Linked DNA regions of Mus musculus: all the other regions are linked to region 1. A link is a contact called in public Hi-C and promoter capture Hi-C data. All regions are on one chromosome and are shown on one strand. The core of a region is the stretch at or near the end of the contact, and the rest is flanking DNA. Distances in the headings are between cores, read along the strand shown.

Region 1 (3,028 bases), core at 321-2,820:
ATTGCATGAAGGAGTTACACTAGTCCAAGTTAAAAGCGGACCCCAAATGATTACATTATACAAGCTGTGAGGTTTTTAAACTTGTGACAAGGGACAGAAGGGAAATTCTACTCATTGCAAGGAAATCCTCACTTAAGCTTCAGAGAGCCACAAGCACTTAAAACCCATGAACCTTCAGCTGATCGTCCTTAGCCAGCCCAATCTGCAAAAAGAGGACAAGGGAGAGGGACAGGTTACATGACGTCAACAGATTCTCCCATATACACCTTGCAAGGAGTCCCAATAAAGAAGAGTACTTCAGTCTATCCCAGTAGACACAATGGTTCAATTGACCACTGTTACTAAAACTTCCCTATGCCACCCCCAAGTACTGTTTGAAAGTGGGAATGTCTACATGTATTTAAAAGCTCAACTGTAAGGATTAGAAATTCAGGAAACCCATAATGCATTGAGGGCGGCCTAAACTCACCTCTATCAGGAACTGGCATATGTTCTTGCGCTGGTCACCCTGTAGCTGAATTACTTCTCCATATTCTGGATGCTCAATTACAGTACCATTGCAGGCAAATTTCTGCAAGGACAAAAGGATGCAGCATCTAAGAGGCCATGCCATCAACACGGACTCCCTTGACGTTTGCACCCTCTCCCTTGGTAGACCATACAACGTGCTCTCTCCACAGCAGACCCACCTTCTTAAACGCCTTCACTAGTTTCTTTTTATCGTAATCATCAGCGATCCCTTGGACAGTGGTAAGGGTCTTCCTGCCGTTTCTCTGTTGAATTCTTATATGGATATAATCCTCAGTGCCAGCAGGAAGCAGGTCATCACCCTTACTTGCATCAGCAAAGGGGTCTGTGAAGAAATAATCCGGAGGTGTCCTTTGTTGTCCCTCCGGGAACTGGCCAGTACTAGAGCTAGCTTTCTGCTCTAGGCCAGCCCTCCCGCCAAGGCTGATCACGTGCTGGAGAGACCTAGTGGGCAGGCAGCGCCCCACCCGGCTGATGCAACCTACCGGAAGCCAGGCTCCCGAGGCGGGGCCTTCCCTCCCAGCTCCGAGACAACGACGGTGACGTAGAGGACATGACGCAGGGGTGGCGGGAGGGGGCGGGTGTGGCTCGCCGAGAGGCAGGAGCCATTAGTAAATGCGCCACCCGAGACGCCGGGCCCGCCCAAGGGCTCACCTCCCACCCGTTTCTTCCGGGCACCCTCAGAGGTCGACCCTGGGCGCAGATCTCGGTTCCACGGGCATCACCACCCCTCCAGCCCGAGCTAAGATGGGCTCGCCGCGCTCGGCGGCTCTCCGAGCTCCGACCCCGCCACCCCCCCCCCAGGCCCGCGCGACCTTCCCCAGGCTCACCGAAAGAGTGGAGGTTCTGGATAGCGGACATACGATACGATTCCTTTTCCTCGGTGGAAACGGCCTGCGGAAGGCGGCTGCGGGAGAAGGCGGGCGGGGGGGACGGAGCGTCGGGAAGCGAGGGGGCTCGAGGGGGAGGCAGCTGAGTCCTCGGCGGCGGCTCAGTGACTGGGGCGGAGGGGCGGCGCCTGTATTCACTTATATAGCCGCCCCTGTGACGCCAGCGCGCTGCCCTCACGTCTCGGCCCCACCCATGGAGTCAAGCTCCCGGACGCCCGAGCGCTGCGGCTTCCTATTGGTCGGGGGGCGGAGTCAAGGCTTGACGCGTGCGCACTGGGTTTGGCCTGGAAAGGATGTTCTGTTGACTCAGGGAGGGGCGAGAGGGGGGAGGGAAAGCTTGGTCCGCCTGCGCGCTTGCGCAGTGGGCATGGTAGTTGTCTGAGCGGCCGCGAAAACTGGCGGAGGTTTCGAGCGCGCCTGCGCCTACCGCACGTTCTACCATCTTGACCCTGTTGGGGTCCTGGCACTAGCTCTGAGATGGGTCTTAGGGTGAGGATCGATTTGCTTTAAAGGGTAATTACGTGCGGGTCCTCCAAAATTCGACTGATCCAGCCACCCATCAACCTACCCTTCTCTGCACGTATTCACAGATATAGCCATTTAATCAGCATAAAATAACGTGATCAAAATTTGGACCTTATATAGGGTATCATTTGGATTAGCATGTTTTAAAATTGGTAACCAAAAATTATTATTTAGATTAATTCTTCTAAGGAAGGAAGTAGTCCCTTAGGTAGGAGTGGGGACCCCAGGAAAAAAATGTCCAAGCCTCACAGGATGCCTTTTGTCCTACAAGCCTGTGTGTGAGGTAAAGCCTTTGTAGAGTCTAGGTGAATATTTTTTTCAAAGCAGTTAACCTTTCTTTTTGTTTTTTCAAGACAGGGTTTTGGCTGTGCTGGAACTCTATAGACCAGGCTGGCCACATGGGGTCTGCTTTTGCCCCATGAGTGGTGGGATTAAAGGCAAGTGCCACCGCGCACACCTTTAATCCCAGCACTTGGGAAGCAGAGACAGGCGGATTTCCGAGTTCGAGGCTAGCCTGGTCTACAGAGTGAGTTCCAGGACAGCCAAGGTATACAGAGAAACCCTGTCTCGAAAAACCGAAAAAAAAAAAAAAAAAAAAAAAGAGACAGCCAAGTGTGATGTAACTGGGTTTGTGGGGGCCAATAGGAGAACCAGAGGCTGATAACTACTGTGTCAGACTTTATTCAAATGCTCCCCAAAGAGTGGGTGCTTTATATAAAATCTCTTAACTTAAAAATACTGCCAACTTCTAGGTATGGTGGTACATCCCAGCTCTCAGGAGAAGGAAGCCAGAGGAAAAAGTTCAAGGTCAAGTGAATTCAGTACTAGACTGGCTACTGTCTCTGAAGAACCAGAAAAATAGGCCGGGTGTGGTGGGGCACGCCTTTGATCTTAGCACTTGTGAGGCAGAGGCTGGCAGATAGATGCCTGCGAGTTTGAGACCCAGCAGATCTATACAATGAGACTTTCAAAACAAGAAACTGCTGGATGGTGGCACACACCTTTAATCCCAGCACTTGGGATGCAGAGGAAGGTGGATTTCTGAGTTAGAGGCCAGCCTGGTCTACAAAGTGAGTTCCAGGACA
Region 2 (3,028 bases), core at 369-2,868, 1.9 Mb before region 1:
ATGGTGTCACACGCCTTTAATCCTAGCAATTGGGAGGCAGAGGCAGGTGGATCTCTATGAGGCCAGCCTGGTCTACAAATTGAGTTCAGGACAGCTAGGGCTGGCTACACTGAGAAACTCTGTCTTGAAAATAAGTAAACAAAACAACAAAACAAGAAGGAGGGGGAGGGGGAGGAGAAGGAAGAGGAAGAAGAGGAGGGAGGAGGAGGAGGAAGAAGGAGAGGAGAAGAAGAAAAGAAGGAAGAAGGAGAAGGAGAAGAAAAGAAAAAAGAAAGAAAACGTTTGGTTTATATAACCTAGATTTTTCAGGCATACAGAGTCAGACTCATGAACGTTTGTATAAAGTATTGGAACTAATGGATATTTTGTTTTGTTTGTTTGTTTGTTTTTTCCAGACAGGGTTTCTCAGTATGGCTGTCCTGGAACTCACTCTGTAGACCAGGCTGGTCTTAAACTCAGAGATCTGCCTGCCTCTGCCTCCCAAGTGCTGGGATTAAAGCCGTATGTCAAGGCAATAAACAAAGTCTAAGAGCTTGTCAGGATGACCAAGATACCTGAGCCTACTTCCCTGTCCTAGCCCAAAATCACATTCTTGCCTGAAATCTACTTCTTTGTTCCACCCTAAAATTAGATTCCTACCTGAACTTACTCCCTTGTCATGGCCCAATGTCAGATTCCTGCCTGAATCTCATTTTCTTGTCCTTGACCAATGTCAGATTCCTGTCAAACGCCCCAAAAGCCGCTTTTACACCCCCCACATATGTATAATTTTGAGCATCTGTATGATAACTTACTAAATAGATGTCTCCTAGTTTATTTGCAGATACCTACCTGATGGATATTTATTTAGGTTGTTTCTGACATCTCATATAACAAACAATCTCTTCCTATACTCATTTTGGAGCACAATATTTTCTTAGAATACATTTTTTGCTAGGAAAATTGCTAGGTCATTGACAAAACAATGTAGGTTTAATGATACAGTCATGTTCAGTTCCACTGACGTGGTAGTAGTATGTGTGGTATCAAAGTTGGGGACCAGCGGACTTTTAGGTTCTTGGTCTGTTCCTTTGAAGGCCAGGGACAGTTACAACCTATGCTGGCTTTCTCCAAGGAGTTTCTTTTAACAAGATGCAGCGCTGTGCCATATTAGCACGGTGGGTTAGAGACTTGTCCAAGCTAATCTTTCAGCTTTGACGCGCCTGCAGGGGCTTCCACTTCCAAGGCAGCCCCTAGGATTCCACCCCCCTCTACCCTCCCCCTAACGAGGGAAGGGCGTGTTAGGGAACAGCTCAGGCGGGCAAAGATTGCACCATCCGCCGTTTGAAAAGGAAGTCGAAAAAGCACAGAGAACAAAATCGTAAATCCCACACATCCAGCCCCTGCAGCAGCCGGGGTCCGGGTTCTACTCAGTTCATTACTTGGCGAAGAGATCGGGATCCCTTCTCTGCCACCTCCACCCCAGCCTAACCTTGGGCTGGGCATTGGCCCTTTAAGAAGCTGTCACGGTGGCGCTATTGGTCCCGCCCATCTGAGGGGAGGGCCGAATGGGAGGGGAGGGTTCTCGGTTGAAGCCCGAAAAAGGGGGGGTCTGAGCCTATTTTTAGCTCGGGGTCGGGTCACGTGACGAGAGTGACGTCTCCGAATGTTGTTGTTGGTGGCGGCGGCGAGCGGAGCCGGAGGAGCCGCCGCAAAGATGGAGGAGCCGTCGAGGAGGCGCTGCCGCTGCTGTTGCCGCCGCTGCTGCCGCCGCCGCCCGCGAAGCCGGAGCTCGAGCCGCAGCGGGTGAGCGCGCCGCACCCGCCAGGACCCCACCTCCCACGGCCCCGGGACGCCCCGCAGCGTCCCGTCCTCCCGCCGTCGCTGCCCGCGGGCTCCCCGCGACCCTGTCCTTCCTCCCGGCGCGCGCGCCGAGCCAGCCCGCACCCCCAGGGAGCGTCGCTGGGCCCGGGGAGTGTCGCCTTTGGCTCGCCGCGCGCGCCCCTCCTCATCCCTCCCTTGCAGGGCTCCTTCTCTGCAGGTAAGGGAGGGGCCGATTTTCCCGCACCCCGCACCCCGCGCCCCCAAATGTCCCGCAGACCGGCCGGGGATGTCTGATTTGTCTCCTCCCCGGCGGCTCATAATCCGTTGCAACTGCGATTTGAGCCTTGCAACCCGCATTCTGGGCAGACCCTCTCTTCACTAGACACCCCTTTCTTGTTACTCTGAGGTGAGGGGCGCAGCCCACCCACAGTGCTTCTCCAAGTGGCGAAGAACATACCCTTGATTTTATGTCCTTGACGTCCCTGCAGGTGGAAGAGGACTGCGGGGCCCATCTTACTTGTCTGTGCTATTCACCCCCTCGCCTGTGAGGCGTTACTGCGTTTATTACCACCCTCTTCTGTCTGACACCCTGGAGCTCGGGAAAGAGCTGGGAGATGAATTGGTGATCTTTCTTGGCTAGGGCAGATCTCCCCACCCCACTCCCGCGCCCAGTTTTCATCTTGGGTTTGTTTCTCATGGGGCAGAGGTTCTAATAGTGCCTTGTTAACTTGGGGGAGTCGGCTTCCCCCCTCCCCACCCATCCCTGGGGCCCTCAGGAAGATGAGAACTGGCTGGACGATAAGTAATTAATCTAAGAGCTGGGGGGGGGCGCGGGGAGTGTGTTTCATTTCGGGGAGAAGGTGACCACTTCATGTCCCTGCGTTTGGCCTTCTGAGATGAGCTTTGTCCCTGAAGAGGAAGGATAGCAGCTGCAGTTGCTTTTGGGGTGTGTGTGGTGTGTGTGTGTGTAGTGTGTGTAGTGTGTGTGTGTACCCATCACTCTGGTAGTGACCACTATGCTTCTGGGTCCTGGAATTAGCTTTGGATCTTGGGAATGGGAATGGAGAGAGGGGTTTAGGGATCAGTGGGAGGGGAAGATAGAGTTAGATCCTAGGAACAAAAGGAGGCAGGGATGGGAGATTGGTTTGGGCCAGAAGACCTCTGGCTAATCCTTACATTGGAACCTGTTGGCCCTCCACTTAGGTCCTAAGGTTGCAGGCAGGGA
Region 3 (3,028 bases), core at 200-2,699, 1.7 Mb after region 1:
TGCGGTGTGGGAGTGTGGAAGTGTGGGGGTGTCTCTGTGAGGCTTCTTCAGTCTCACAGAGGCTGAAGGACGGTTAGTTAGATGTTCGGATCTGAAGGGCCCCTGCCTCTGGAATACTTGAGAAGCTGCCCATTTTTACTTCTCAGGGTAAGTCAGATAGATATACACTCACTCCTGGCTTCCAGGGCTCCGCCTCCGGCCGGAGACAGCTATTCCTCCCCGCCCCCACCCCCTCTGGCAGCTCCCTGATGATGGGCGGGTCTAAGGAAAAAGCTCCCCAGGTTGTCCGGGCAGGCCTTCTCCTTCCAGTCCTCGCATGTTCAGTCCGTCGCGCATATACAGCCAGCCAGGCTGGCATCTGTTACGTCATCTATTCCTGTCATTCCAGCCTTGCCAGGGTTTATGGGCACGAGACTGAGAAGGTGGGCGGGGGAAGTAGAAACAACTAAAAGGAGGCCCTCTATTGTTGACGTGGAAAGTGGGAGTGACCTAGGAGAGCCAAAGAACACTCTAGTTGCGTTCCTACAAGATAAGAAGTGCTTTGTATGACATTCTTTTGAAATATCAAAGCAACCTTGGGAGTAAGTTTTGACAGCTGTAAAACTGAGATTAAGACAAGTCATTTGTCCAGGCTTACTCTGCCAATAAAGATGTACATACACTATATGTACCTAGCAATAAAGTCTGTGCCCTTCTTTTCAGAGCTTCCAGACATGAAAGTTGCAGAAATGAGGCTCCCTACCTAAAGCTACACGTATTAACCTCAGACAGAAGCTCAAAGCTCCTCACGTTAGTAAGGTCTCGTCCTATGACATAAATCCTATTTTATACCTGATGTAGGGAGGAGATCCAGGAGTGGCCAGACCTACACCAGCAAGGATTAAGCATAAAGACTAGGTGGGCCAAAGATGCCCACAGGCTCCTGTCTCTACCCTGAACACATGTACCCAACTAAAGTCCTGAAAAATGTAATCCCGGGAGTGAATGGGGCTCCTTCGGGGCAAAGGGTAGTGTTTCTCGGCTTCTGGAGATAATCCGGGGCCCAGGCAGCGACGGTTAGGAAAAAACCAAACCAAAACAACCTCTGCATTTAGGGTCAGGCTATCTTAGCAGGGCCTTAATGCAGGTTACTTAAAACTCTTAAGTCTTCGACTACAAGATGGGACATGGACAAACCGCTTGTGCAACACGTGAAGGGCGCAGATGCAAAAGCTACAATTGTTAACGCACCAAAGAGACAGCATCTGATCTCACTATTGCGTCAGGGTGGGACGTTCTGCGGGGTGCCAAAGCTCGCGGTGGGATCAAAAGCTAGACCAGGGAAAAGCCTACAACTCCCAGGAGGCGCCGGGCGGGCCGGTGAGGAGGCAGCCTAGAAACTACACTTCCCAAGAGGCACAACGTGATAGGCGCGTGGTAGTGACGTCACCGCCCCGGCTCGGGGAGCTGATTCGGCCAGAGCTGCCAGCGGGGTAGCCACCGCCGCTGGTTTGTTACAGCTGCTGGAGCGGCCGCGGCCCGGGTTCTCGGGCTCTCTCCCGGGCCCTCGACCTCCAACCCCGCGCGGTGAGTCCAGACGGGTGGCATCGGAGTGGTGAAGCCCGAAGGCTCCACGGGTTGGAGAGCCGGGAGAGAAGGCTGCTGCTGGGGAGGCGTCCGCGCAGGAGGAGACCTGAGCTGGGTGGCTGGGGGTGGAGAGTGCGTGCATCAGGCGAAGGAGTGCCAAAAGAGGAAAGTGGGAGCAGGGGGCCGGGGGTGATAATCCGGGAGGAGCGCTGCAGCTGGGGGTGGGAGGCGGGGAACGGCTGGACTTAAGGGATAAAGGTTTGGCTGCCTCCAGGGTTGAGTGAATGCGTGGAGATGGGGGTTGGGCCCCGAACCCGGCCAGACTGCTAGTGCGAGGTACCAGGCTGCAGAGCAGAAGCGGGAGGCCCCGTGGAAGGAGTTCTCATACACATACTCCCAAGATATCGAGGACACCGTTCCCTCGCTCCTGACTCGTGGAGGCTTGCTTTTTTTTCCACACCCACTTTCCTGAGTCCAGGAGTCGGGCTGGCGAGGACAACCGTGGTTCTGCAGATTGAGGGTGGGCCGAGTGGAAGCGACATTGTGTGTTGCATGAACTCCCTCTTGGGATCCCTTGGGAACAGGTTTGCTGTATAAAGGGCAAGTCTTAAACTGGGGAGGGATTTGGGAAGTGCTTACCGGATGGTTAACGCCGCGGGGAGGGGGGGAAGGCGGGAGGGAGGAGATGGGGGTGGTAATCTGGTCTTGGCATGAGTGTCTGACAGACTGGCTTGGGCCTGCATGGAAAAGAGGCAAAGAGCTATACCATAGCCAAAAGTTTAAAAAAAAAAAAAGTGGTTAACAGGACGGAGTTGCTTCAGGCTCTGATTTGAGGCAGATTATGAAATCACACCAGCTACCTGCCAGTTGTGGTAGCAGTTTTCAGTCTGGTCACCCCAGACCTTTCTGCCCCTGCCAGTCTCCTATTTCTTCACTTCTGGGAGAAAGGTCAGTTGTGTCCTAATGGAAATACACAAAGCCACAGGAAAGTCTCAGGAGTACTTTTGGGAGGATGGTGAAAGAGGGTGCAGCAGTCTCCTGAAGTTCCTAACCTGCTTTAAAAGACAACTAGCACTTAGGCTTTAGGAAGACAGTTCCCGTGGGGTCACCTAGGCTCTCTTAGATGCCCTGTTAGAGCCAGAAAGGAGTGGAGGGTCTTGCAGTCCTGGGATCCAGCCAGAGGTTTGGCACTACTGAACCGCAGTGTGAGGGAGTTGTGTCTATAGCTGTGCCACTGTAGGGCTGTGTAATGGAGAAGGACAGCAGTTTCTGCCGAGACTTGGGAAACTTTTCCTCACCTTAATGATCTTTCAGAGACTTTAGCTCTCAGTCCCTGCCCTCCCATGGAGGCTGTTACATAGTAGATGTCCCAGGGGTGGGCTCTGTTAAGGGCCCTAAGGCCTGAGGAAGGTAAACAACTGGTGTTCTAGTTCCTTGGGTTTCTGTTGGGACCAGTTATCTG
Region 4 (3,028 bases), core at 305-2,804, 1.7 Mb before region 1:
GGGGAGACTGTATTTGCCCCTTTGGCGTTAGGGACCGGGCCATTTTCCCTGGCAACTGGAGAGACGCTTTTTGTGCTCTTTGCTCTCAGTGGAAACTCGCTACTGACACCATGTGGCTCACAGTGAGATGGCAGCTACCCCAGGAACAGCTGTAAAGGAACCTGTGGAGGAAGATTTACCCCCACACTAGCCCAGAGCCCACAGCCCAGGGCGCAGGCCCCCAGTGAGTGCTCAACATCTGTCAATTGCTTCTGCAACCGCTACGCCTGTATGTTCCGCGCTGGGAACTGAACTAAGGTTTTTGTGCATGCTGGGCACCTTGCCAGCCCAGGAACCTCCGCAACCCCTTGAATGTTTCTGGAATCTTTCCAGCAAATTTTTAAAAAAAAGATTTATTTACTTTAAGTATGTGAGTACACTATAGCTGTACAGATGACCCGCTCACTTAGGTCAACTCCACTCGCTCTGGCCCAAAGATTTATTATTATACATAAGTACACTATAGCTGTCTTCAGACGCACCAGAAGAGGGCGTCAGATCTCATTACGGGTGGTTGTGAGCCACCATGTGGTTGCTGGGATTTGAACCCAGGACCTTCGGAAGAGCAGTCAGTGCTCTTAACCCTCTGAGCCATCTTGCCAGCCCTCCAGCAATTCTTAGGAGTTAGATGTTGCATATTCTTTACTGAAGTGCTTGGGACAGAAATGTTTGAGACTTTACGATATAATATATATACTATATGTAGTGAGTGGATCCAAGTCTAAACATGAAATCCATTAATGCGTCACATATAAATATATCCTGAATACAGTTTTGTACAGTAATTTTTAGTGTGCCTGTGTTTTGACTGTCACAGGTCAGGTGTGAGAATTCTCCATTTATATTGTGTTTACACTCAAAAGTTACAGATTCGTAGACACTTCGGGTCTCACAAAATTATAGCTGTTCAAACTGCTTTCCTCCCTTTTAGTCGCCAGCACACAGGCTAAGGTTAAAGTAGTCCCCCAGGGTCAGATGCCAAACCTGGCGACCTATACCTTCAGCCTTTAAAAAGTTCAATGCTGATTCACATCAAACATTAAAAGAAGTGTTCCAGAATAGGGCTCTTTCCTGTAACCTTGGGTAAGGATCCATCTCCTGGGTAGGCAGGTTGTTGGTTCAGCAGTCGTGGGCTGGGAAGATGTGTTCTGACGTGTGTGTTTGGGGTGAATGAATGGATGCCCACTCTGCTGGTGTGCAGCGAGAAGGGTTCACAGCAAACCCCAGGGGTACCCATTATCCTGAAAGAGCGACTCCAGGTGTACCCAGGCGTCCCGCATTGGGTTCAGTAAATGAAGTGCCTGCGCTCCACTGCCTTAGCCAGGGTGAATGAGTACGGATGACACGGGAGTGATGGCATCTCGGCCAGGAACGTGCCCCGGGGTCCTGCGGCGCTTGGCCAGTCGCGCGTGTCCTCTGCGCTGCCTAGCGTGACCGCAGCTTCCCGCACCCAGTGGGCCCGCCTCCGGGGCGGGACGGGGCGGCTCCCGGTTGGGCAGCCCCGCCCCGCTGACCCGGCTTCTCCCCCTCGTTCGCTCCTGCCCTGGCGTGCAGCGCCCCGCCGCCGCCATGTCCAGCTCGTTCGAACTCTCGGTGCAAGATCTCAACGACCTGCTCTCGGATGGCAGCGGCTGCTACAGCCTGCCGAGCCAGCCCTGCAACGAGGTCGTCCCGAGGGTCTACGTGGGCAACGCGTGAGTCTCTGGGAGGGCCAAACCCGTAGCCGCTCCCAGCGGGCCCCGACTACTACTTGGGGGCTGGAGTGGGGTCCATGGGGGGGGGGTGGATCCTGGGCGCGGTCGCCGACCTGAGAGCAAGAGCGGGTGCTGGGGACCAGCCTGGAGTCGACGCCTACTCCCCGCGCATGAAGCGGAGGAGCTGGACTCCGCATGCCCAGAGACGCCCCCCAACCCCCAAAGTGCCTGACCTCAGCCTCTACCAGCTCTGGCTTGGGCTTGGGCGGGGTCAAGGCTACCACGTTCTCTTAACAGGTGGCAGGGCTGTCTCTTGGCCGCGCGTCATGTGACAGCTGCCTAGTTCTGCAGTGAGGTCACCGTGGAATGTCTGCCTTCGTTGCCATGGCAACGGGATGACGTTACAATCTGGGTGTGGAGCTTTTCCTGTCCGTGTCAGGAAATCCAAATACCCTAAAATACCCTAGAAGAGGAAGTAGCTGAGCCAAGGCTTTCCTGGCTTCTCCAGATAAAGTTTGACTTAGATGGAAAAAAACAAAATGATAAAGACCCGAGCCATCTGAAAATTCCTCCTAATTGCACCACTAGGAAATGTGTATATTATTGAGCTCGTATGTGTTCTTATTTTAAAAAGAAAACTTTAGTCATGTTATTAATAAGAATTTCTCAGCAGTGGGAGAGAACCAATATTAACACCAAGATAAAAGTTGGCATGATCCACATTGCAGGAAGATCCACGTTGGGTTTTCATGAATGTGAAGACCCCATTTATTAAAGTCCTAAGCTCTGTTTTTGCACACTAGGAAGCGATGGCCGGGATGGCTGAGGGGCTGTAAGGATCTTTCAATGTCTTACATGTGTGTTTCCTGTCCTGCACCTAGGACCTGCTGCCTAGCCTGCAGCAGAGCCAGAGGGGTTTCACATGATTAGTCTCAGACACTTGGGGGCAGGTTGCATGTACTGCATCGCTTATTTCCATACGGAGCACCTACTATGTGTCAAACACCATATGGTGTTCACTCTTCAGAACGGTGGTGGTCATCATGGTGCATTTGCTGACGGTTGGATTGGTGGTAGAGAGCTGAGATATATGGACGCGCTCTTCAGCATTCTGTCAACGTGGCTGTGCATTCTTGCTCCTGAGCAAGTGGCTAAACAGACTCACAGGGTCAGCCTCCAGCTCAGTCGCTGCATAGTCTTAGGGAACCTCTCCCAGTCCTCCCTACCTCAACTATCCAAGAAGCCAGGGGGCTTGGCGGTCTCAGGAGCCTGCTTGCTGGGGGACAGGTTGTTGA
Region 5 (3,028 bases), core at 286-2,785, 1.6 Mb after region 1:
CGCTCTGTGTGGGCTGCACAGTAGGGGCCACCCCTAGGTTTTCCATCTGTGGGGAGGAGATGAAGTCAGGGATCAGTCCTTCCTTGAGGTGAGGAAGTGCTGGGAAGTTGGTTAAGTTGGCCTGTGGGGCTCATTAAACGTTAACGGTAGGACCAAGACTCCAACCCAGTCTGTCTCTGGACAGAGTCTGTCTGTCTCTCAGCCTGGAGGAAGCGGGGTAGGGGGCGAGGGGTGTCTTCCCAAAAAACAGGCCTCTGAAAATATAGAGAGCTTCCAGGGTGCCCAGGTGTGCTGCCATGACCCCCTCCAGATGGTACTCACCTGCTGCCAGATGGTGGTGGCAAAGTTGGCAACATCCAGCTGAAGCAAGTCCAAGGTGGGGGCCAGGGCAGGGGAAATACCCGATAGAGCCTGCAGGAGACCTTGGTAGAGGCAGAGCCCACTGTGGAGCTGGCTTAGGCACTGTGTCTGGGGAAGATAGCAGGGTTAGGCAGTACATCTTGGGATGCTTGCTCTCTTCAGGAGCCCAAATAGTAGGATGTAGTCCTTCCTTCTCCCCCTCCTCCTCCTTCTTCCCCTCCTTCTCCTCCCCCTCCTCCCCCTCTTCTTCCTCCTCCCCCTCCTCCTCCCCCTTCTCCCCCTCCTCTCCCTCTTTCTCCTCCTCCCCCTCCTCCCCCTTCTCCTCCTGGTCCTCCTTTTTCCGAAAATACTCACCTGCTGCAGGGCCTGGCTAGAGCAGCCACTCAGGGAAGCCTTCGGGATCCCCAGAGAGTGGCCCAGCAACACCAGCTCCTCGGGGTGACACAGCTTGTAGGTGGCACACTGTAGATGGAAGGATACTGAGGGTGCTCACCTGGGCCAGGCTCTTTGTCCAGCTCAGGTCCTCCTGGCTTCTCAGCTCCCTACCTTCCTAGTGACCCTAAGGACTGTCCCATCCAGAGGTCCCACTGCTGTCTCTACTCATTCTCTTTCCTGTGCCCTTCTCCCCCCATGTTCCCTTCCTCAATGTTTCTGTCAGTATTCTGAGGGTGCCATCTAGGCTCTTGTGCACACTGGGCAAACACTGTCAACTGCTGTGTGTTCCTAGTCTGCCCTCTTCTCATTTGTGCTCCTGCCTCCCCCGCTACCCCCCCCAAGTCCTTCCCTCCACACCTATGGCAACCCCACTCACCAACTGCTCCAGCAGCACCGAGCCGCTGGCCTGGATCTTCCTCACTTGCTCCAGGGACTTAAGCAGGAAGCTTCGGGGCAGAGGCAGGGATGGTGGCAGAGCGCTGACAGTGACCAGGGGAACGGCCTCTCGTCCTGACCATAGTGCACTTTGCCACAGCAGCAGCTGCAGGGCTAGGAGCAAACAGACGGGTCTGAGGCACTTGTTATCCGGCCTCTCTCCATTCCACACCCAGGGCAGGTAACCAGGGCACTCACCCATTAGCTTCATGCGCCTCTGGGCAGAAAGTTGAGCCATGGATTCTGGGTGATCTGGGCTGCAGCTCTGGGCTCTGCCAGGGCCCAGCTCCAGGGGGCCTTTATACATAAAGCCATCAAGGCCCCGGGAGGAAATTACCTGGGGCTGGGGCAACTCAGGCTTAGTAATAACTTCCCAGGATTTATGCAAATTTGATGATAGCTCAGGACAATGCAGGGGGTTGGGGAAAAGCTGTTTGCGAAAGTTTTTGTGAAATCGGGGAATCTCTGTTCCTTCCTTGACGTCTTGTCCCCCCCTCAAACTCTCTTCCTCTCTTCCAGCCACACCCAGGCCTGAATCGCTGCAGGGTGTTGGATCTGGATCCGAGTTGTCCAACAAGGCTGGTGAAACCCTGGAGGGGATAGCAAGGAACTCAGACCCTGGGGAAGAATGGGTGCTCAGATCAAGACTGCTTCTGTCTCTCCATCCTCTGGCAGACGTGCTTGGGGAGCCCCCTCTGCCCTTCATTTGTGATTCTCAAGTCACCTATACCTGGGACAAACATCCCGAGAGAAGAAAGAACCTGTCCTCTTTTCAGACCCATAAGCTTCCTGGTGGCTGCCTCCTGCTTTTCTGGGAGCCCTCCACAGCACCCTAGGTAGGGTCTTGCTGTCTACGCCTGCCCCACATTTGGATAAAAATAAATTGGTCCAGCATTCAGGCCGTTCTGTCCCAGGCTGATTAGCTGGGAACTCCCCAATACCCCCCATTATGACTCATTTCTTTAAGCCCCTGGATCCTGGCAGAGAGGCCAGAGGAAACCGGATGTCTGTCTTGAATGAATCAAGACCCTCTGGGGCTCCTGGCTCACCTGACCTTGCCTTTCTGCTTCCCTTGGCACATTACCTCGATGTCGTGGAGTCTGGGGCATCTGGAGGGCGTCGGAGGCTGGGTCATGGAGTGTCCCGACGATCTCTGCTCATTATGTAGCAGTGGTGTGAGCTGGCTTGAGTCGATGCATGCTGAGGTGAGAAAGGAGGAGCTGCATCTCCCATCCTAGAACTCTGCCCAGTGTTAGCTCTGAAAGAGACCTTGGTGATTTCACCTCTGTGAACTGGGCCAGAAAGGGAAATGCCTTGCCCAATCATGGGTAGTAGGGATGGAGGGACATCCCAGTCGCTCTCAGTCCCAACAGGGTATTACTACCTAAAAAGGAGGACGGCATTCCTTGTCTGACTGATGGCATCTCGATCTGGTACTTTCTGAACTATTTCACCCCCACCAAGGTGGGGCCAAGGAATATAGACATTTTTTGATGTTGAGGCATACCTGATGGGGTGGGGCCAACTCTGGGGCTAGGGTGCCCTCTGGTGGCCACAGATGTCATGGACATTAACTACATAGCCTCTGCTTGAGAGGACAGGCCAAGGGATTCCCATTCTGTTTGTTTATTTGTTTGTTTTTGTTTTTCAAGACAGGTTTTCTCTGTCTCGATAGCCCTGGCTATCCTGGAACTCACTCAGTAGATCAGGCTGGCCTCGAACTCAGAAATCTGCCTGCCTCTGCCTCCTGAGTGCTGGGATTAAAGGCGTGCGCCACCATGCCCGGCGAGATTTAATT
Region 6 (3,028 bases), core at 301-2,800, 1.6 Mb after region 1:
GCTTTGGAAGATTTGGCTCCACATTCTTGGCAGCTATTTTGTATAAATACCATTCTCGAATAGTATCCCCTGGGAAGGCACAAAAGAGCAGAATAAAAATGGGTGTGTGTGTGTAGAGAGAGATGGAGGAAGACCATAGGCAGTACCCATCTTAGAAGGATGTGATTTGGCCGTACTCCAGCTATACTCTCCCTGTTCATAGCGTGCTCCAGGTACCCAGGATCCTATTAGTCTCCTACATGTCTACAAGGCCAGTTTTAGAGCCCATGTGGACTGTTTTCTCAATATTTATCCTGATTCTCAGTCAAAAGGTAGCTCAGGGAGGGGGCTGTAGTTCAGTGTAGAGTGCTTTCATAGCTGTACAAAGAGGAATGTGGGACAGAAGAGGAATGGGTTGGGGAATATAGACAGAATTTGAAGAAACAGGCTGACCTATCTCCTTGGGATATGAGATTGGGAGCCAAGAAAAAGAGGGGTGATAAAGCTCTGCCTCCAAATGTGCAGAATGGTCTTAGCCACAATACCACATTTGATCCCGAGGCCTTCTTTTTTTTTTTTTTTTTTAGATTTATTTATTATTATATGTAAGGACACTGTAGCTGTCTTCAGACACTCCAGAAGAGGGAGTCAGATCTCATTACGGATGGTTGTGAGCCACCATGTGGTTGCTGGGATTTGAACTTCGGACCTTCGGAAGAGCAGTCGGGTGCTCTTACCCACTGAGCCATCTCACCAGCCCCCGAGGCCTTCTTAAACAGTTTTTGAGACACCCAATAATCTTAACCCATATTTCCTCTGTTTTGTTTGTTTGTTTGTTTTGTTTCTTTGTTTTTGTTTTTGTGTTTTGTGTTTTTTAGACAGAGTTTCTCTGTGTAGTCCTCCTGGCTGTCCTGGAACTCACTCTGTAGACCAGGCTTAAACTCAGAGACCCAGCTGCCTCTGCCTTCTGAGTGCTGGCACTAAGGGCGTGGTGCCATGCTCAGCTTCTGTTTTCTCCTTATTTCCTTTTGTATCCAAACAGTATTCAGGATCAGTGAATTCTGGGAGAATTGTCAGATTTGGGGTTAAAATGATGGTATGTGTGCTGCTACCCACACTTCAGTGTCTCTTTTGGAATAGAAATATGAAAATGAGAGCTCTAGTGCCTACAGGGGCTTTCGAGAACAAAGGCCAAAACCCAAATAGAAGCCAGGTTAGAAGCCAAAACAGAAGCCAGGCTAGAATTCACTGTTATGCCTCGTTTCTGGGAAATAGCCACAGTATCAGAATGATTGAAGGTAGGGATAGATGGCAACATCACTGGGAGACAGAGAGTTGGTTTCTCCATAGACCCTGAGACTCTGGGTACCAGCGTACCTCAGCTCTTCGGATTATCTCAGATAAAAACCACCAGAACCAATTAGATTAATCCTTCTGCCTGTTTGGCAGCTTAGACAAGTCTTAGACAAAGAACTACAATTCCCAGAAGGTATTGTGGCAGGACTCGCCTCTTGCTACGTTTCTATTGGTTGGTGTGTGTTGCCGCCGGCCAATGGTAAATGATTTCCTTAGTAGGTGTCAAGATGGCGCTGCCTACGATGTACAACCGGTTTGTATGGTAGGCTTAAATTTGGGGAGATGGTAGATGTAGGAAAAGAAGGAATTACAACTTCAGGGCCGAGGAAGGTAGAGGCAATGGGGAGAGGGTAGATCTGGGTTTGGGGTGGAAGTGGTGAGGAACGCAGCTAGAGCGAAGGGCATAATTAGACAACCGGAGCGGGCTTAACCCTTTCCTGCTCGCTTCAGGGCTTTGTTGACACTTTCTGTCCCAATTCGAGAAACGGTTGTTCAGAAACCGAGAAGGTGACAGAGCCGCTAACTTGACGCCTTCTACTCTGCCTAGTTTTTTTCCTCTCTGTTTATTTTTCTGTTTGTTTGTTTGTTTTGCTTAAACCTTCTCGAATTTCCGTTCTATTTATGTCTCCCTTGTTCTTTCCCTCAGAACTCCAGTTCTCATCTGGCTCCGTTTTTAAACTCCCACCTTGTCACTCATCTCGCCTCCTTGGAGTGACATCATGAAGGTGGTGAACCTGAAGCAGGCCATTTTGCAAGCCTGGAAAGAGCGATGGAGTGACTACCAATGGGCAATCAACATGAAAAAATTCTTCCCCAAAGGAGCCACCTGGGACATTCTCAACCTAGCAGGTCTCAAGTAAAATGGGCAAAGAAGGATGGGAGGGGTGTCCTCAGAAAAGCTGTAAACACTCAGCCTTACTTTAATTTTCCTTGCAGAAGCGCTCCTGGAGCAGGCTATGATTGGGCCTTCCCCCAATCCTCTGATCCTGTCGTACCTGAAGTACGCCATTAGTTCCCAGGTAAAGATTCCCGACTCTTGGCTTTTGGAGGTGAAACACCTGGAGAACTGACAGTTGTCCATTTAGGCTTAATTTATTGCAAAAATAACACTCCATTTGTTGTAATGAATGAATATTACATTTATTTACTCTCTCCATATACATTTACAAGTAAAACTTAAAAAAAAAACTACATGTACTTATGGGCGGGGAGGGCATGCACATCGCAGAATGCTTGTGGAGGTAAGATACTTTTGTAGCCAGGCGTGGTGGCACACGCCTTTAATCCCAGCACTGGGGAGGCAGGTGCAGGCGGATTTCTGAGTTCGAGGCCAACCTGGTCTACAACGTGAGTTCCAGGACAGCCAGGACTATACAGAGAAATCCTGTCTGGAAAAACCAAAAAAAAAACAAAAACGATACTTTTGTAGAGTTTGTAGAGTTCTTCCCACCTTTCTGGGGATTTGAACTCATATTAGCACGCCAAACACCTTCACCTGCTGAGCCTCTTTGCCAGATCCTTGTTTCTGTTTTTGAGACAGTGTTTTATGTAGCCCAGAATGGACTTGAATTCCTGATTTTTCTGCTACCGCCTCCCACAATTGATTTGGGGGTGGGTGGGTGTTGATAATCAAACCTAGGACCTGCAGATGCTAGGCAAGTGTTCTACCTTTGAGCTATTATAATCCCTCTCT
Region 7 (3,028 bases), core at 176-2,675, 1.5 Mb after region 1:
TCTTTCTCCTTGGTACCCCTAATTCCAGCTTTGAGGGTCTCATGTTGTTTAAGTCTCAAATCACTGAGCTCAAAGTGGTCCTCCTGGCTCAGTTTCCCCGTATGCTTTTCTCTGACTCCAAGGTAGCTTGCTTCCCAGGATTCCCAGAACTCTCTGGAGCTTCCTAAGTGCAAGTAGAGAAAGACTTAAGGTTAAAAAAAAAAAAAAAAAAGCACCCCCCCTCCATCCCCAAGTGTAGAGATTACAGAGGACTTGGAGATAGGAGCAGGGTGGCTGGGGCTTACTCGACTGCTTGAAGATACGTGTCCATCTCTCTTTACAACCCAAGCCCCAGAGAACAGACCCCTTCCCCCAGGCCTCTGTGTTTCTCACTCCTGAGATGACTGCTGCTCTGAGAGAGATGCTAAGTGCTTCATGTGCTCATTTATCCGCCATCTCAGGGACGGGACGGTCACAAGAAATAAGCAGTGAATGCCTGACCTTGAGCCAGTCCCTGAGATGGCGGTCCCTTTTCTTCTTCAGTAAGAGGAGGGAAGATCCTCACTCCCTCCTCGCTTAGTAGGAGCTTGCTTTGCAGCTCAAGTCAGCTTCAAATTCACGACAGTCCTCCTACCTCAGCCTCTCAAGGACGGTGATTGCAGGCACGAGCCACTACACCCTGCCAATTCGGGGAGTTGAGGGGTGGGAGTTAAATGATCCTCATGTTCTCCCTAAACTGTGGGCTTCTTCTGCTATCATGAAGCCCTGCAGAGAGCAGACCCCCCTCTCTCTATGAGGACCTCAGAGCACTTTCCCTTTGTTCTCCTTTTTATTTCCCAGACAAAGGGAAATGACTCACCCCAAAGTCACTTGAGTGGGCAGTGTGGTGTCATATAAGCAAACAGGGAGTCCCTAGGGATATCCCCGTGCTATGCCAGTCCTACCCGTGGGGGCTGGGGTTAGGGTGAAGAAGAGAAAGGGGTTTTATTTACACTGCTTGTCGCCCACCTTGTCACCATAGCAAAAGATGCTTAAGTTCTTGATTTAAGGGAAATCTCTCCTCCCAGCTTGTCTTTCTCCCCCTAGTCACCACTAACCTCAGGGTGAGGTCAGTTCTCCAATCACGTGAAGCTCTCACGTTTGCTAGGTTTGCAGAAAGGGCCTTTTAGCTTTGATCTTCCACGGAGCAGTAAAGCTTGCCAGGCCCTCCCCAGGAATTCACATGCCCTTGCCATACAAGGCTTTCCAAACACGCCACCCTGACTCTTCAGAAAACCCCACCCCAGTCCACTTTCAGCTCCTCCCCGCTGCCAGCAAGCACTTTTGCAAAGCAGAAAAGGAATAGGCACACTCCACCTACATTGTCAGTAGACTACAAATCCCAACAATCCTGGCGGTGCGCAGGCGCACAGATCTCAACGTGCCGGCTGCTGGAAAAGTGTGTCACTGGGGCACGAGGCGCTCCCTGGAATCACATGGTACCTGCTCCAGTGCCGCGTGCGGCCCGGGAACCCTGGGCTGCTGGCGCCTGCGCAGAGCCCTCTGTCCCAGGGAAAGGCTCGGGCAAAAGGCGGTTGAGATTGGCAGAGTGAAATATTACTGCTGAGGAAACGTAGCAGGGCACACGTCTCTCTTTGCGTCCTGGTGCCTCATTTCTCCATCACCTACTTACTTCCTGGTTGCAGCTTCTCTTCCTTTGGGACTTTTGCACCCGGAGCTCCAGATTCATTACCCTGCTTCACTGCGGAGCCTTCAGGAGTGGCATCCGGTGCACTGCAGAGACCCGACTCTCCTTGCTACCTTATAGCCAGAACTGCTGCAGGCTGATTCTTCACACACACACTCTCTGCTCTTCCCATGCAAATCAGATCTCAGGTGCCTCAGCGTCCTACCCTTCTGGAGGGCTGCAGTATAGCCACCCCAAGACCTTACTGCTCAGTGCCTGGAATCCTGATTGCGAACTGCGGGGCTCACTCGTCTCCCTCAGCCATTGCCCAGGGGGCGAGAGAGGCCATCACAACCTCCAGTTTGTGTCAAGGTCCAGTTTGAATGACCGCTTTCAGCTGGTGAAGACATGACGACCCTGGACTCCAATAACAACACAGGTACTGAGATTCTTATCTTTGCTCTGTCACTGTCTCCATTTCCATCCAAGGCTTATGAGAGGAACTTTGTAAGGGATTGGGGATTCCCTCTGGCTGGTGTTTGTTACTGTGCTAAGATGAAAGCCACTAGGTAAGATTTCTAAAGAGGGTTATTACGGCTGGGAATGTGCCTAAAACGCATCACTAGCACCCCCTGAGTTCCCCTCAGTCCGAGAACGGATGAAATGGAGGGTGGATACCAGTGGCGAGTGGAAGAGTTTAGGGAGACTCAGCATTTTGAAGCAGTCTCTGGACACGTCCCCATTTGCCCACTCCTTGCAGCTATAGTATGCCTGTCTCTTTTCCCTTTTCTACAGTTCTAGCCTACTTCCAGGTAGTCTTGGGAAGTGGGGCGATCCGGGCTGGTGGGTTTGCGTGACTGGGTCAGAGTTCACAGGGGAATCCTCAGCGGCAGTGGGGAGCTTCATTTGAGGAGTCGGGTGCTTGGGACTCATCTCCAGGCAGGGCACCCACAGCGACTTAGCCTGGGGAGGGCTCACATGGCTGCAGAGCCGGGCCCACGTGCTGCATTTGTTTTCATTCAGTAGAAGCCGTGGCCGCCATCTCATTGGTCATTGCCTCCCGGCCTCGTTACATAATGAGCTCCGCCCCTCAAGTTGCCGGAGCAACGCTTGTCGCCTTCTCTCCTCCCCTCAGTTGTCCCGGCCCAGCTTGGTTTTAGGGCCAGCCTACGACCCAGGACGCCCGGGAGGGGCGGGGCGAGGGCGGGGTTTTCCTTGCGACAGAAGGGAAGCGGAGAAGGCGGTGCTTCGAGTTCCGGGGTTCCTCGTTGGGGTGCCACGTGCGAGGGGCACACGTGGAGTGGGGACGTGAGGCCAGCTGAGGGCCAGGCTCCCGCCCCGCCCTTCTCCGCCTAGATCTGGGTGAAGCTGGGCTGACTCACC

What was found. Promoter capture Hi-C pulls out the DNA fragments that hold promoters and counts their contacts. Hi-C and Micro-C count contacts between places; a contact is called where the count stands out from the background.
Region 2: a Hi-C map of B cells shows a contact between it and region 1, with 6 read pairs. The contact joins the promoter of Hdac5 here to the promoter of Eif1 in region 1. A contact is called at or near these places in 1 of 39 promoter capture datasets (pre-B cells) and 1 of 484 Hi-C or Micro-C datasets (B cells).
Region 3: a promoter capture Hi-C map of embryonic stem cells shows a contact between it and region 1, with 2.5 times the contacts expected there. The contact joins the promoter of Ormdl3 here to the promoter of Eif1 in region 1. A contact is called at or near these places in 1 of 39 promoter capture datasets (embryonic stem cells) and 1 of 115 datasets of contacts at active chromatin or transcription factors (astrocytes).
Region 4: a promoter capture Hi-C map of pre-B cells shows a contact between it and region 1, with 4 times the contacts expected there. The contact joins the promoter of Dusp3 here to the promoter of Eif1 in region 1. A contact is called at or near these places in 1 of 39 promoter capture datasets (pre-B cells) and 1 of 9 other capture datasets (liver).
Region 5: a contact with region 1 is called in a promoter capture Hi-C map of liver, with 3 times the contacts expected there. The contact joins the promoter of Csf3 here to the promoter of Eif1 in region 1. A contact is called at or near these places in 7 of 39 promoter capture datasets (the 3T3-L1 cell line, cranial neural crest, hippocampal neurons and 3 more).
Region 6: a promoter capture Hi-C map of embryonic stem cells shows a contact between it and region 1, with 4 times the contacts expected there. The contact joins the promoter of Med24 here to the promoter of Eif1 in region 1. A contact is called at or near these places in 2 of 39 promoter capture datasets (cranial neural crest and embryonic stem cells) and 1 of 115 datasets of contacts at active chromatin or transcription factors (astrocytes).
Region 7: a contact with region 1 is called in a promoter capture Hi-C map of pre-B cells, with 7 times the contacts expected there. The contact joins the promoter of Nr1d1 here to the promoter of Eif1 in region 1. A contact is called at or near these places in 6 of 39 promoter capture datasets (cranial neural crest, embryonic stem cells, hippocampal neurons and 2 more) and 1 of 115 datasets of contacts at active chromatin or transcription factors (embryonic stem cells).

What each region holds. Positions count from the first base shown.
Region 1 is chr11:100,318,491-100,321,518 of GRCm38.p6, reverse strand. It overlaps Eif1 (eukaryotic translation initiation factor 1), which reads right to left and starts at 1,570. Exons shown (of 4, transcript NM_011508.2): 1 at 1,359-1,570; 2 at 690-853; 3 at 470-571; 4 at 1-202. The coding sequence starts at 1,389. The coding sequence ends at 158.
Region 2 is chr11:102,228,762-102,231,789 of GRCm38.p6, reverse strand. It overlaps Hdac5 (histone deacetylase 5), which reads left to right and starts at 1,618. Exons shown (of 27, transcript NM_010412.3): 1 at 1,618-1,785. Mir8101 (microRNA 8101) reads left to right here and starts at 1,640; the gene lies at 1,640-1,750.
Region 3 is chr11:98,585,666-98,588,693 of GRCm38.p6, reverse strand. It overlaps Ormdl3 (ORM1-like 3 (S. cerevisiae)), which reads left to right and starts at 1,449. Exons shown (of 4, transcript NM_025661.4): 1 at 1,449-1,566.
Region 4 is chr11:101,983,317-101,986,344 of GRCm38.p6, reverse strand. It overlaps Dusp3 (dual specificity phosphatase 3 (vaccinia virus phosphatase VH1-related)), which reads left to right and starts at 1,554. Exons shown (of 3, transcript NM_028207.3): 1 at 1,554-1,733. The coding sequence starts at 1,609.
Region 5 is chr11:98,699,820-98,702,847 of GRCm38.p6, reverse strand. It overlaps Csf3 (colony stimulating factor 3 (granulocyte)), which reads right to left and starts at 1,535. Exons shown (of 5, transcript NM_009971.1): 1 at 1,429-1,535; 2 at 1,172-1,344; 3 at 715-822; 4 at 322-468; 5 at 1-46. The coding sequence starts at 1,468. Gm38985 (a long non-coding RNA gene) reads left to right here and starts at 1,338. Exons shown (of 3, transcript XR_001780319.2): 1 at 1,338-1,411; 2 at 1,750-2,435.
Region 6 is chr11:98,727,941-98,730,968 of GRCm38.p6, reverse strand. Med24 (mediator complex subunit 24) reads left to right here and starts at 1,550. Exons shown (of 26, transcript NM_011869.3): 1 at 1,550-1,597; 2 at 1,982-2,184; 3 at 2,272-2,354. The coding sequence starts at 2,055.
Region 7 is chr11:98,773,774-98,776,801 of GRCm38.p6, reverse strand. Nr1d1 (nuclear receptor subfamily 1, group D, member 1) reads left to right here and starts at 1,425. Exons shown (of 8, transcript NM_145434.4): 1 at 1,425-2,084. The coding sequence starts at 2,054. Gm31862 (a long non-coding RNA gene) reads right to left here and starts at 1,391. Exons shown (of 4, transcript XR_880204.3): 1 at 988-1,391; 2 at 1-163.